Regions from separate parts of the Danio rerio genome. Here region 2 is linked to region 1. The links are chromatin contacts, called in public HiCAR-type maps. All regions are on one chromosome and are shown on one strand. Each heading gives the region's core, a stretch centred on a gene start, on an enhancer-like site or on the middle of the called end of the contact. The rest is flanking DNA. Distances are from core to core; before and after follow the strand shown. Region 1 holds the start of cdk7 (cyclin-dependent kinase 7). Region 2 holds the start of slc14a2 (solute carrier family 14 member 2).

Region 1 (3,264 bases), core at 642-3,141:
AGGCGACACTCTACAATTTGGGAAAATAACGCGCTTTTTGAATAAATTAAAAACAAAGCAGCTGCTTTCCATCGTGGAGCGATCGTTATCACTTCAAAATGGCGGAATCCGGGTCTGTTGCTCTTGGTGATTCTAAGCTCTTTGCATAAAGTTAAATCATAACAGTTGCATGGTTTCTATTTCAAACTATAGTAAACTAAAGTTTGAAACTATAGTTTAAAATAGAAGATGAGTGGGCCTCGCTACTCCCACCCACCATGACCCTCGCAGCGAGGTCCCACTACCGGCCCCCCGTGTTTCCCTGAGGGTCCTCGGGGGTTGTTTGCTCCCTGCCTAGGGCTCAAAGGCCGCCTCGCCCCAGGGAGTGCACAAGAAGACCGGACGCCAGGCCGTGCCAGTATTCACATGTTTGTGCTCATTTAAGAGAAAATAAGCTGTTTAAAATAAAACATGCAGGACGGAGATGTTCCATATTATTCAGTGTATTTGTCTGTTTAAACATACACCCGCTCCTCTGTAAATGGCGTGTACAGACGCTGATCTGGGATCAGTTTATTGTACGAAGCGCATCTGTCAGTCAGCGCTTATACATGCATTCACTGGTTCATAGGTAGCATACACACAGTAATGTAAAAACATCTTTGCGAGGGAACGCAAAACATCTTTGCGAGGGAACGCAAAACTTTGCGAGAGAACGCAAAAAACTTAGAAATATATATTTTCCTCCCACCCATTTTTTTTCTTTCACCCATTATTTTTTTTTCACCCACCCATTTTTTTTCTCCCCCACTACGTCCCTTCCGGGGGTTCCGTAGTAACCCGTGTAGTGAAAAGGTTCAGCGCACACATCAACTTATCTAACTGAGCTATCGTTACTCAGATCCACAAATGAAGTGGTCTGTTTTAAGATCTTTGTCAGTCAAAACATGCTTTGCTGTGGTTATGGACCCGTGTTAACATGTTAATCATGAAACGCTTTCTTGGTGTAAATCATTTAAACTTGTTTAATTTGCTGGAATTCTATTTATGTAACCCTCTTTGTCTTTGTTTATATTATATCTTTGTAATGTTCTTTCTTGAAAAAAAAAAGTGGATGAGGAGATTCCCCCTATGTGTAAAGCGCTTTAAGTGCCAAGAAAAGCACTATATAAATGTAAGGAATTATTGTTGTTATTAAATATATATATATATATATATATATATATATATATATATATATATATATATATATATATATATATATATATATATATATATATGTGTGTGTGTGTGTGTGTGTGTGTGTGTGTGTGTGTGTGTGTGTGTGTGTGTGTGTGTGTGTGCGTGCGTGCGTGTGTGTGTGTGTGTACATTGAGTCGTAAGGGCGGGGCAAAAATTCTCACTAAAACCAAAAGTTGGCAGCTCTGCTTGGTACAAAACCTGACCCTAAAACTTACCTCTAACCTTAAATGTATAATTAACTAATATTATCAATTGCTTAGATACTAACGGTGTTGTATAAATCATACATGCATACATACATACATACATACATACATACATACAATTCATACATACAAGCCAGGATGTTTCTGAATGGTTTGACCAGGGTTTGACACGAAATGACGGTACAACTTTCGATTCCATGAAAGCAACCATTTGACATTAATCAAATAAGCAAATAATTTTAAACGTAATCAAAAATATTACATAAAAATAAAATAAATTAAGATTTTAGCAAGATACACACATGTAACAGATCTTTTGGCGATCAAAGAATTATTTAGCAATAATAAACATATTTTGTGCATTTTAAAAGACTACATCTTGCAAATACAAATGTTATTATTATTATTTTTACGGACGTTTTTTCATCTTATGGGACTTTTATTTTACCCGGAAGTATACAGTGCTCTTTAACGCAGAAGGAAGTGTGCTTTCACAAAGAACAAGTTTACAGTTGAAAAACATGGCATTAGATGTAAAGTCAAGGGCAAAGCGTTATGAAAAGCTGGACTTTTTGGGTGAAGGACAGGTAAACGACTAGATCTCATAATATGTCAAGTCATGAAGCAGTACAACATTCGATTTCACTCATGCATTGTGTATTATTTCACTGCAGTTTGCTACTGTTTACAAGGCAAGAGACAAAACCACGAACACCATTGTCGCTATCAAAAAGGTAAGAGACTGCATTTAATCCGTATGTTGTGGCAAACCACCATGCCTTAATAACTTATAATGCGTTCAAAATGCAGATATTCTTTTAGTTTTACGGGTCAGTATGTGTCTTATTGATCGTTATAATGTTGTAAAATAATGAATATTCTTTAACTGAAACTTATTAGCAACATTAATTAGTGAATGACTGTAAAATAAAAAGTAATAGGTTAAGATGTATTGTCTTAGACGATATAGACGATATCAATAACGTTACCAATGTTTTATCTTAAGAAGAATTGTTTTGTGGTGTCAACCCAATTTTCAAAAAGAAAAAAATAATAATTGAAGACAAAAACGTCTAGTAACAAAGATAAGGGTGTTATTTGCTTGTTTTTGTGTGTGTGTGTGTGTGTGTGTGTGTGTGTCTAACTCCAGGTTACTTAAAAACAGTATTTGACGCACATATTTCTAACAAGACAACGTCATTCAACATATTACAACTGTTATCTTTTGATTGGTTGTCTTTAGTGCAATAGATGTAATCATTAGGTGTATATGTTTGTTCATCATCAGAATTCAGTCGCAAAGTGTGTTAGATCATTCATGAAAAAGGCTGAAAGTACTGTATATAATGGAGTTTTTATGACAGCTTTATGCTTTTTGTTTATTAATTAATTCAGACTGTCATGTTAAAATGTAAGCTTCCTGTTTGCAGATAAAAGTGGGACACAGAACAGAGGCTAAAGATGGTGTGTTCCTTTTTTTTTTTATCTTTATTCATTTTTGATTGTAATTAAGTGAAGTCTTACACAAAATATCTTACTTATCTTGTTATCCAGGCATCAACAGAACAGCTCTTCGAGAGATTAAGTTGTTGCAAGAGCTCAGTCATCCAAACATTATTGGTGTAAGTCAGAGTGAGTGTTTGTGTGTGTGTGTTTGTGTTCATGCGCACATTCGTTAATTATACACAGATGTACAGTTTTTGATTGTGTACTCATGTTGACATCTATGAACCTGGTTTCTCTTTCAGCTCCTGGATGCTTTTGGACACAAATCTAATATTAGTCTGGTCTTTGATTACATGGAGACAGATCTCGAGGTGATGACACAGTAATCAAC
Region 2 (3,187 bases), core at 517-3,016, 160 kb before region 1:
GACTACAAATCTTGCAAAGTGCATTCCAGCTCTAAGCTATTTCCTTTCTTACAAGTTAAAATAAGTCTTGGAAGGAGCCATGACACAAACTCACCATGCCATTGACATGAAGATGTTGGGAAGAAGAAGCCACCAATACCAATCTCCAGCATTTGAGAAAACTGCCATCAGGAGACCAACCAAAATGCCGTTATATCCATACAGACCAGCAGCAATTGCACCTCTGAGGGAACACAACACTTAAACCTTGCTCAAACATTTAGACATTCATAATGAACCAGTTGTGTTAATACCTGTTCTGACAGAGGATGAGTGCAGAAATCGTAGCAAACACGGTTCCAACAAAACCATTGAGTGCCCACCATCTATTCTGGAGGATCAGTCCAGCAAAGATGATCAGACCACTGAGAGGGTTGTTCACAAACATCACCTGAGCCGCTCCACGCAACACCCAGTCCATAATTTGGAGCAAGATAAACTGGCCTGAACAGGGTAAACATGAGAAAGCACATAGTTGATACCAATAAAGTCTTTGCAGATGTCTGCAGAGGGCAGAGGTTTAAAGAGATATGTGTGTATGCCATGAAAAATGTCCTGCAGTGAAAACAATTACTAATAACAATAATAACCAAACAATTAATAACTGCTACTAATCTGTGTGTCTGTGAATGCATTTTGTAGTTAAGTATCAAAAGTAATCAACCATTAAATGACTAGCTTGGGTCTTTAATGCAGGATTTAGAAACACCTGTAATGCCCACAGGTTTAAAACTGTAGTTTCAATTGTTTGTAAAATTATAAACATGGTCACTAATGGCCGGACAACACAGTAAGAGCAGTTCACATCAATTCTCAATGATGTCTGTTTTTTTTTTTACTATAGTTATTTACACATTGCAGCAGTTATAGATCCATTTATTAGAAAAACATTTAAGCATTTAAGAGTTAAAAAAAATCATGATAAAAAGACTGCATATATTTCCGTCTTAGAAAGAGTATGTTTTTAATTAGGTGTGGATCACACATTATTAAATGTATGACGTTTAACATATTTCCACTTGTTTACAAAGTACAAAAGTTGAAAAAGAAAGTGTTAAAGCTGCATTTTTATCTTTAAGATAAAGAAAACAGGAATGCTTAGGCTTTTCCATTGTCAATCTAAACGTAAAGTAGACTTGCAAACACTCTTCTGCCAACTATTCACTGCAGAATTAATGCTCTTGTTGTTTTTTTCAAGCTTGGCTCTTGATCGAGCTTCAATTAAGCTTAAACTCCTGTACCTTTCATCCATTCTCCGAACGCAGCCATGTCTCCAGAAATAAACGAGACCCATTTTATGAGATTTGCTTTAAACCTCTGGCCCGAATTGATCTTCTCGAGTCCCTGCTGTTTCTTCTCATCTGTAATTTTGTGGACTGGATTTGCCATGAGTGGTTGCAGCTCCTGTAAATGTTCACAGACACAAACACTTAATATTCTTTGCAGGGATCCGTCTGTGTTCTGCCTCCTGGAATTTTTCAAAAGACAAGAGAACAGGAAAAATCTCACCTTTGTGTTTTGAGCACTGGAATATTGTGTAGAAGTAGACGTTTTGCAGAGATGTGTGACATTCAGCGGGTCACTTTTCTATTAAAACATTGACTTTATTCAATTTAATTCAAGTTTTGATACTATCATACTCAATTGACATAACATTCAGAGAGAGAGAAAAAAGGAGTGTATCTACCTTCGTTAGATGTGTTCCAGGCATATATGAGGCCAGTTACAGAAAGAATCAATGAAGTCCATGAAGCCACAGATCTGATGGTTTTATAGTGCCGGTCTGTTTGCGTTGCTCCACCTCTATTCATGCAGTTCAAATCTTACTTTGCATTCCTCTGACTTAGTTTGGTCCTATTCTAAGTTGCTTGAGCAGGTTTCTGCTAATCACTTTGCTTTTTCATTCTGATAAGCTGTTAAAAAGCATTAAAAAATGTTCTATGGTTTTTGAAACTTTGTATGCAATTACCAAATAACTGTAACACGTTCTTCTCAAAATTAAAAAAAAAAAAGCAGATAACATAGACTGCATATGGATTAACATTTTAGTACTTGAATTAGTAGTCAATTATTTGAGTTGGAAAAACACAAAAGGGCCTCTGTTCTACGAATCCATTAGTAAAACAAAACTGTGTCAAACAGTAGACCTGTTACTCTGTTCTTTTTATATTTGTGGTACATTTAAATGTTCTGGAAGATTGTTTACCATTTATTAAGCATTAGCAAATATTGAATTCATCTGTTAAGCTATAACTCTACATTAATAAATGTTAGTAAGCAGTTTATAACTGCAGCTACAAATGCTCTATTCTTGACTTATAACCACATTTATAATGTAGCTAATAATGTTACTTTCATACTTAGTTAATGATTTATTTTTTATTACTAAATGAAGTATTGCATTATTTACAAACCAGTTATTTAAGCATAGTTGGTTGTTTTTAAGATTCAGAATAAGTTAGTAAATGATTTATAAACTATTGAAATTAACATTTATAATTCTTATTATTATTGAGGCACATTATAAATGTGGTTGTAAGTCAAGAGTACAACATTTGTAGCTGCAATTATAAACTGCGTACGTTTGTTAAAGTAGAGTTAATGCTTAACAGATAATGAATTCACTAGATGCTAATGCGTAGTAAATGATTCATAGTGTGTAGTCAGGGCCAGCGCTTCCATAGAGGCGACCTAGGCGGCCGCCTAGGGCGGCAAAATAGAGAGGGCGGCGTCCCCGAAACTACCCGCGCCCACATCCGCGTCTAGGGTGGCAGAATAGAGAGAGCGGCGTCCCCGAAACTATCCACGCCACCCGCGCCCACAATTATATCCGCGTCTAGAGTGGCAGAATATAGAGAGCGGCGTCCCCGAAACTACCCTCGCCACCCGCGCCTCAGTTATTTCCGCGTCTAGCGCGGCAGAATAGAGAGGGTGGCGTCCCCTAAACTACCCTCGCCACCCGCGCCTCAGTTATATCCGCGTCTAGGGCGGCAGAATAGAGAGGGCGGAGTCCCCTAATCTACCCTCGCCACCCGCGAGGGCGGCGTGACCGTCCTTTGCCTAGAGCGGCAGTTCAGCTTGCTCCGGCCCTGTGTGTAGTTATTATAAAGTGTTTTTGTTTTTAGTCTTTTATGTTTACCAAGGACAA

The links. HiCAR-type assays count read pairs that join an accessible place to other places.
Region 2: a contact with region 1 is called in a HiCAR-type map of caudal fin, with 5 times the contacts expected there. The contact joins the promoter of slc14a2 here to the promoter of cdk7 in region 1. A contact is called at or near these places in 2 of 4 datasets of contacts at active chromatin or transcription factors (caudal fin and embryo).

Annotation. Positions count from the first base shown.
Region 1 is chr5:56,118,620-56,121,883 of GRCz12tu, reverse strand. cdk7 (cyclin-dependent kinase 7) reads left to right here and starts at 1,891. Exons shown (of 12, transcript NM_212961.2): 1 at 1,891-2,014; 2 at 2,102-2,161; 3 at 2,858-2,891; 4 at 2,982-3,049; 5 at 3,176-3,244. The coding sequence starts at 1,949.
Region 2 is chr5:56,277,435-56,280,621 of GRCz12tu, reverse strand. It overlaps slc14a2 (solute carrier family 14 member 2), which reads right to left and starts at 1,766. Exons shown (of 10, transcript NM_001020519.1): 1 at 1,727-1,766; 2 at 1,549-1,626; 3 at 1,281-1,443; 4 at 294-483; 5 at 95-223. The coding sequence starts at 1,750.